Linked DNA regions of Zea mays: all the other regions are linked to region 3. Evidence: chromatin contacts called from public Hi-C data. All regions are on one chromosome and are shown on one strand. The core of a region is the stretch at or near the end of the contact, and the rest is flanking DNA. Distances in the headings are between cores, read along the strand shown.

What was found. Hi-C and Micro-C count contacts between places; a contact is called where the count stands out from the background.
Region 1: a Hi-C map of ear shows a contact between it and region 3, with 1.6 times the contacts expected there. The contact joins the promoter of LOC100281976 here to the promoter of LOC100279142 in region 3. A contact is called at or near these places in 2 of 25 Hi-C or Micro-C datasets (ear and tassel).
Region 2: a Hi-C map of leaf shows a contact between it and region 3, with 4 times the contacts expected there. The contact joins the promoter of LOC100273974 here to the promoter of LOC100279142 in region 3. A contact is called at or near these places in 2 of 25 Hi-C or Micro-C datasets (leaf and tassel).

What each region holds. Positions count from the first base shown.
Region 1 is chr5:86,949,458-86,952,157 of Zm-B73-REFERENCE-NAM-5.0, forward strand. LOC100281976 (splicing factor, arginine/serine-rich 12) reads right to left here and starts at 1,406. Exons shown (of 4, transcript NM_001154893.2): 1 at 1,245-1,406; 2 at 1,014-1,145; 3 at 697-758. The coding sequence starts at 1,296.
Region 2 is chr5:87,584,729-87,587,428 of Zm-B73-REFERENCE-NAM-5.0, forward strand. LOC100273974 (Tubulin-specific chaperone E) reads left to right here and starts at 1,255. Exons shown (of 15, transcript NM_001360518.1): 1 at 1,255-1,578; 2 at 1,768-1,938; 3 at 2,108-2,154; 4 at 2,354-2,500; 5 at 2,595-2,669. The coding sequence starts at 1,269.
Region 3 is chr5:87,257,994-87,260,693 of Zm-B73-REFERENCE-NAM-5.0, forward strand. LOC100279142 reads right to left here and starts at 1,345. Exons shown (of 1, transcript NM_001152178.1): 1 at 734-1,345. The coding sequence starts at 1,213. The coding sequence ends at 884.

The sequences.
Region 1 (2,700 bases), core at 156-2,655, 310 kb before region 3:
GCGCTGCAGACTGGCCCGACGACGGCGGCGGCTGCTGCACCGGCGATGGCGGCTTGGAGGGGGCGGACGTGCTCATGATCGTCGAGGTCTCTGATACCAGATTGTTATGTACCAAATCCTCTAGCCTGACTGATCGTAGGTTATAGCGGTGGGAGATTGGGGGACAAGGCTTGAAGTGCAACGAACGCCGAGCCGGCGCCGTAATTGACGGCGTAGCCCACAGGGGCGGCCAGCTAGGGCTAGAGGTAGCGGCTAGGGCTAGAACTGGAGGAATCCCGACTCCCTAAAGGAAGCCGGAAACAATCTTGTTTCTGCTTGACAATCTCAAGGTGTCTTACAAGTATTTATATGGAAGCTAGCTATCTAGATAAGTATGAACTAAGCTATCTAGATAAGTATGGATAAGTATGAACTATGGGCCTTGGGCCCTATCCTAAGGCCCTGTAGCGCCTAGTATAGGCCTGGCCGTACATAACACCAACACTCCTACATTTTCTATTTCAGAGCACCATTCCATTATAGACCCATGACAAGCATAATGTTCCGCAACAATTTATCCAAGTCAAAAAACGTAGCCCTAAAGAGGTACCAAATATCAGTAATTCAAAGGAACCGAATATGCCAATGTTAACTATTTACTTGGCACTGCCCAACAAAACTGAGTCTGAATATAACGTCACTCGTTAAAGAACTTACAGCGTCCTTGTCTTTTCTCTTGCTCGTCTTCTCCTTGGAATGCCTATCCTTCGAATCTCTCTCTATCAACACAGAAACACACATCAAAGTCACAACCTATCAAAGCTTTATTTCACATAACCATAGTGTACATGGAGCGAGCAGAAATTCACTTAACACGCTGAGCCTCGAAAACACAGAAATAAGCGCTTTTTTTTCAGAAAATGATAACCGAAGCTGTAACGATTTAGCATTCTTGGAATGTTTTTGTGACATAACATCCTTGGAATGTTGACGAAATCAAAGAACCGGAAGCTGTAACGATTTAGGAACCCAACCTTTTCCTTTGTTCCTGTCGATGTGTTTCCCCTTCTTCTTGTGTCTGTCATCGTCATCCTCCCTGTCGTCTCGGCTCCTCCTCTTGCTCTCCTTCTTGTCCCGCCTCTTCCGTTCCCCCCCTTCTTCATCCGCTAAACCAAGGAAGAAAGAAATCGATGGTCCGCAGCAAAACGAACCGACGGATTCAACCAAATAGGGGATACGATAGGTATCCCTGGGTGGCTGGGTACCTGAGGAGGTAGAAGAGCGGCGTTTCTTGGACTTGCCCTCGCCGCCGCCCATCGTCGCCGTCGGTGGTCCCGGCCTCGTCGGCCGCCCCGGGTTACAGAGGAGCGAAGGAACTGAGGAGTCCGGGAGCCTCGTGTTGGGCCCAAGTGTAAAGCCCATGTATTTTTGGCCCGCAAAGTCTGTGGATCAGGGACATACAGATACAGGTGATTCCGAAACATTTGAGGGCTTGTATGCAAAGTGATCCACGGGACTGCGGGAGCTAGGGTGAAACCGGATTACCCAGAGTATCGGATACAAATCTCTACTACTCTTAGAGTTGATTTGGTGACAAGGGGATCCCGGGAGGATTGGAGGCTCCAATCCTCCCGGGATCCCGGATCACCAAATCAGCCCTTAAGGGTAAGGAGGGCGTCCACCACGGCTCCGCCCTCCCCCCTCCCCGCTAATCTCGCCGCGTGAACACCGCGCACGCCCTCGTTAATCTCGACGGCTCCGCCCTCGCCCTCCTCCCCCCTATCTCCTCGTAGTCATCGCCCCTCCCCACCGCGCCTGCGCCCCATCATCGTCGCACCCGCCCCCACTCCTAGATCCGTCGTCCCTCACTGCGGTTTGATCCCACAGCCTCCCCCTTGATGCCCTCTCCTCCTCTCCCTCTGCCACAATGCTGGCTGCCACCACCTCCGTCAAGCCTCCACCACCGCGACATCGGACTCTAGTGGCTGGGGCAACTTCTCCGTGGTTGTGGCGGGCTCCAATTTCGCGGTCGACATCGAGGAGAGACAGGTCGTGTGTATCCAGGGCACGGATAGATGCCGAGAGATTTGGCTCTAGCGGCTGGCTGGGTCGTCGAGGAGAGGAGGACCGCGAGCGCATTGTCCCTCACCGGTGCCTCAAGCGGCTCCGTGACACGTACGTGTCCTCCAGCCTATGGCTGGCTCCTCCCCCACCATAGGGTATGGCACCGGTGCACCCTACTGCGCCACGATGACCCACGGAATGGAGATGGCCTTCGAGTGGGTGGTTCAACTCAAGGAGTACCACGAGAAGTTGCTGGTGGAGATCTACAGGTCGCCTCTCCTCTCTTTGCCTCGATCTAGATCCATCCCATACTTCTGTGGCACCACCCCCTCTCCCTCTTTGCCTCAATGCAGATTCATCCCATACCTCTGTGGTACCACCCCTCTCCCTCCTCTCCGCTCCTCCTAGGTGTCGTCGTAGGGAAGTGGAGTAGAAATCGTAGGGAAGCTGAGTAGCTAGAGCCGCTTGGAGATCAGATTGCATGGCTCTTTCAGAAAAAGGGTCGGGGATCTAGTTAAAAAACCAAGTAAAGTCACCTTTTCGACAATCTCCTTTCCATAAAAAGCGCTCATGTCTTTGCATATTGCTTGCTTTTGCTACAACAAAAGGCATGTGCTCCTTTTGGCCAATCATCTACTCATGTTCAGACTGCAGTTA
Region 2 (2,700 bases), core at 5-2,504, 330 kb after region 3:
AGCAATCCCTGTCACTGAAGCTTTCTTCGGTGGCATGACGAAGGTCAAATGCTTGCCGAAGGTGGTCGAAAGGATTCACCGGAGGTGGGCGCCAATGTTGGGGACTTGATCTCAAATGCTATGAGTTAAGAAAAAGGCAACACAAAGAATGTTAAACGTTAAAGTCCTTCGTCCTTCGAAGTATTATTTTCCTTGGGATATAATGATTTTCGGACGAAGGTTATGAAGGACTTACCTTCGTCAACAAGACATATAATAATGAAGAAAGAATCATATACAACATAAAAGGTGATATAAGCAGTCATGTATTATTATCAGCTCATTTCTATTTTATTACTATGGAAAAATAGAAATGATATTAAATTACAAGTGTACCTTCGGCTTAAAAGAAGGTAAAAGTACAAGCGTGACGCAAAAGCAAATGCAAAGTCAGCGTGAACAATACGGGAGCACTGTTCATCTATTTATAGGCACCAGACGCAGCCCATGTAAAATTACACCCATGCCCTTTACATTTGCTAATAACTCCATAGTAATCCATCGAGGTCTAAATAGCCTTTTCATCTTTAAGTCAGTTTCCTTTTCTGCTATCATGCCGAAGCTCCCCTGCGCATAGCTTCGGCTCTGCACCATCCTTCGTATTCCTTGTACTTCTTCATACTGTGGTTTTGATCCAAGTCCGAAGGTACCTGTTCATGTATTATACTCCAAAAACATTGTTAAATCATGTTTTTGAGGACCTTCGGAAGCCGAAGGCCCCCAACAAAAACATTTAGATAACAACCAAATCTAATCTACATCAAACCTAAACATAATAATTAATATTATAACTAAACAATTATCACTAGACACTATGTGTTTATTTTCATGTGTATTGTGCAATGTTCTTAATAGTTTTAATTCAACCATAGTATCAATTAAAAATTTATCTCTATTTTAGCTGCGACATTAATGGGTTCTTATTGGACTAGAGCATAATTAGCAATTTTCATCGTTAGAGGTCTTAATCTTGAGCAAAGTCTGAGCCCGCGTCATTAGTGTGGATTAGATATAATTTGATGATTACAAAATAAATTATTGTGATTTACTGTACATGTTCTATATAAGAAAGATTAGATATATTTTTAAGTTCGGTATTGTTTAGTTTCATCTACTATCAGTTTGGGCCGAACAAGCACAGCTGGGGCAAGCCCAATGGGCTTCCATCACTCATCACGCCTCTCACCAATCACGACCAGATGCCCAGTTGCCCACCACGGCGTCCAGTCATGTCCAGCACCACCGCCGCTGCTTTCCGCCTGGGCCAGCGCGTGCACGCCGCCGGCGACCCCCGCCGCCTAGGCACGGTGCGCTACCTGGGCCCCGTAGAGGGCCACGGCGGAGTCTGGGTCGGCGTCGACTGGGATGATGGCGCTGGCGGCCGGCACGATGGCTCGCTCGCCGGCCGCCGATACTTTGTTGCCGTGGGAGAGTGCTCGGCCACCTTCGCGCGCCCCACGGCGCTCAGCGGAGGGATCTCGCTCCCGGACGCGCTCCGCCTACGTTACCGCGTTCAGGACTTCACCAAGGAGGAACAGGGTTAGTGCAGTACTGCAGTGCGTGCCGACCGACGCCTCCTGAATTTGCTGCCTCCACAGTTCCTTTGATCCGGCAATGCTCACTTCCTTTTTCAGCTAAGGAGTAGAAATATTTGTGCAAACATCACCTCAATTTCTTGAATTCCCTCCGTAATAACCCTGACTGCATGCTTTGACGCACTGTGTTCAGATGAGATGTATGTCTTCTCGACAAGCCAGAAGCGGGTCTCGGTTGAATTTGTTGGCACAGACAAAGTTCAGGAGAAGCTCAACAACTTCAATGAGTTGGCCAGTGCATCCGTTTCTTACATGGGAGTGAGCTCAATTGGAGCGCCCAATGAACTAAACAGTTTGGTTCCAAGTAAATACTGTATCATCATCTTGTCCATTTACTGCTTGTTTTTATTGTAAATAAGCCATAATGCGTCTAGCAATTGGAGCAGGTCGTTCTGCTATCATTTATTTCTTCAGGGACTTATTAAAGCCTAGGTTTCCATTTGTTCTGACAGCTATTTTTTTGCATGTTCCAGATCTCAAACTTCTTGACTTAACTGGAAATCTGTTCTCACAGTGGCAAGTAAGAATTCCCACAGAATGGTTCTTGTTACTTCAATTGCTATACTTAGTCACTTACAATTGGTGTGACTTTATATAACATCAAAGCAACAAGAGAAAGTCTTGGTGGTACTACCAAATGTTTGCAGCATATCCCCTGTGCTTCTGTGTTTAACTGTTTATTCATTTGTTGTGTCTAAAACATTTTGGTTCCCACTCAGGATATATTCTCTCTTTGTCAAGCACTGGCATCCCTGGAAGTTCTTAATTTGACAAATAATACCATGGAGAATGATGTTGTAGAAACTCCAATGCTCGAGAATATCCGAATTCTTGTTCTCAATAACTGTGGTGTAACATGGGAACTGGTATACCCAATTGCTGTCAGACTGTCACTTTGAAGCTTTTGTTGTTAGTCATTGCCAATCACACTGTGAGCTCATTTTAAGTTTTTAAAAACAGGTTGAAAAGATTAAAGTTTCCTTTTCATGTATCAGTGAACTCCACCTGATGTCAAACAGGCTTAATATGATCATGGTTAGTGTTCCTTCTTATATGACAACTTCCA
Region 3 (2,700 bases), core at 95-2,594:
AAAAAAGTTTATACATATGTATACTAATATTTTTATTACTACATATCATGTCACATACATAATGTTACATACCATGTCGTGGTTGTGACAAGATGAATTATAAGTATTGTGAGTAACTTTATTAGATAATTTGATGTTAACAACTGATATTCTTCAATTAATCAAAATTTCAGACTATTATCCAAATGTCTGTACGGCTTGGCTACGTGTTCTATCGAGAAGGATATATTGACAAATGTTGATCTAATTATTATCCTTAGGTTGTGTCCAATAAACCATGTATACGGGCGTGCAGAACACTATTTTGTATTGTATGCTCTATTATTTATATAGTGGAGTTTAAAATAGTGAGTGAAATAAGTGGTGAATACGAAGGGTGTAGGCAACCAGAATAATTCAGCTTAAAAAATGCTCTATTTGTTGAGAGAAATTGTGTAATGCTAAATGGAGTGTCAAATTTTTACTAGTTTGACACTTATGTTTATATTTTTCTATTAAAATACCTTTTTAGCGATATAAAACTAGAAAAGTGTATATATATTAAGAGGGGCAGATATCTAGGTTGGTCTAGAGTCTTTTAAAATCATGAATCGGGCTTGATCCACAATAGATGTTTAGGAGCAAGAGAATTAAAGTGGCTAAAATCCTTTTATTCGGTAAAGGATTTTAGCCTCTCAAATCTTAATCTCCTTCTACTAAACAAGTCATTAAACTATAAAAATGGTATTAGTTCATCCATAGGTCTAAACTTTAAAAAAATAGGGAAAAGGGAATAAAATTGTACCCTTCTCCTTGGTTAATGTACAGGAAGGAGGACGGTGCACCAGCCAAGCTGCCTATAGCCCTATACTACCTAGAATCATTTGATTTGACAGCACAAGCACTATCTGTTGGCGGCGACCGGCAGGCTATCCAGGGCAGCAGCGGGGCCGACGGCGGACGAGGAGGCGGGGGGCGGGACGAGCGCGTAGCGCGAGGAGAAGGAGCAGGCGTAGTAGATGCGCGCGTCTTCGGCGTCGGCGGCGTCGCGGCCGAGGTCGAAGTTGCGCGCGTAGCTGAGCGGGTCGTACTGGCGGCACGACGCGCGGTGGCGGCGCGAGGCCGCGGCCGCGCACAGCGCCCGGCTGCCCTGCCGCCGCAGGCGCCGCAGTAGCCGCGCCAGGCCGCAGCACGGCGGGGCCGAGGGTGCCGTGGAGCTGCCTCCTTCCGCCATGCGCCGCCCGCCCGCGCGTCCCGGCGGCTTGCTTGCTTTCCTGGCGCCTGCCTGTGTGGGGGGGAGGGAGGGATCGTGACTCGAGCAAGCTGGAGGAGTGATGACTGATGAGTGCCGGGGACCGGGGTGGACAGTGGAGTGGGGGGGAACCGGGGAATGCGTTCTTGCTGGTGGGTTGGGGCCTGGGGGTGTCCCGTGTCTGTCAACCGTGGTTTATAATTAATTAATAGGGACGTGCACGAGTTATGTGCGTGCCTAGTGATAGAAGGGCACATGAGTGAGTTGTTTGCCTGCAAGGGATTGCTTAAGGGCCCGTTCGTTTAGTTAGGATTGGGACCCCAAATTATTGTACATCTAGCCAATGCTAATACAAACATGAATCTACCATTCCGGCTAGAACGGTTTAACCGTTTCAGAGTAGAGTAAACGAACCGGCCCTGAAGCCAAACGTACGGCGGTGCAGGCAGGCAAGTGACCGGTGACGACAAGGTTTGCCATCAAGCTAGCAGTGGATCCGTCCATGGGCAGCAGCACGCTGACGAGGAGTCACACGAGCGTGCTAATCTGAGGCCCCTCGCCTGCTCCATGGGACCGATCGATGATCCATGGGGCCTTCTCTCACGTCACGTGCTGGCACAGTCCCCTTTTGGGCTTTTGGCGCCTATCTATCTATCTGCATATTCTGCACTGCACTTGATTCCAAAGTCCAAACCAAAACATGTGCGCAGCGTCGCGGTAAAAGCCAAATCTGGGCAACCGACCGTAGCGTATATGCCTCGTCTCAAGAACCTCACGAGTTACAATGCAATAATGCATGCCTCATGGAGTCGTCAGTCAGGCGCTGCAGTTTGGCATCGTTTCTTAGCATATTATTGGCTGCGGCTTTAATCCAGCTATGGCTTTTATTTTTATAGATTGCAGCTGCAGCAGTTTGAACAGCTACAGTAGTTACAGAGCAATCAAACAATGAAGTGCAGACTCAGGACTAGTGATAGATAACAATGACCAAATTACCCTTGGGAGGGAATCTGAAATCTGGCAAGACTGTCTATCAGCGTTCATAAACTAGCTACCATCAACAGAAACGGCGTCATCGTGAGAACGATAAGCAGATGGTATTCTGGTATAGAACTGTAGAGATGGAGAAAGGCGGTGTCCTACTACCTTCTCTTTTCACTTCACTATTGCTACTGCCAGTCACTGATCTGATTATTTGCTTTGGTATATAGGCACCCAGGGGCTCTGTAATGTAAAGAGAGCCCTATATATGGCGGGCAATAAAGCACGCCCTCAGCGGCGGCCACTCAATCAGATCATCGCTTCAGGCAGCAGCCTGACAGGCCAGTCTCATCCGATTTCCTATCAGCTGACGTAGAGCCGTGTAGGCAGGCACACACAGACACAGCGCACAACTGCATTGTGGAGGGAGGCGGGAGCACACTGGAGATGCTTTTGATCCTGATAGATTAAAGAGAAAATTCCCTCTA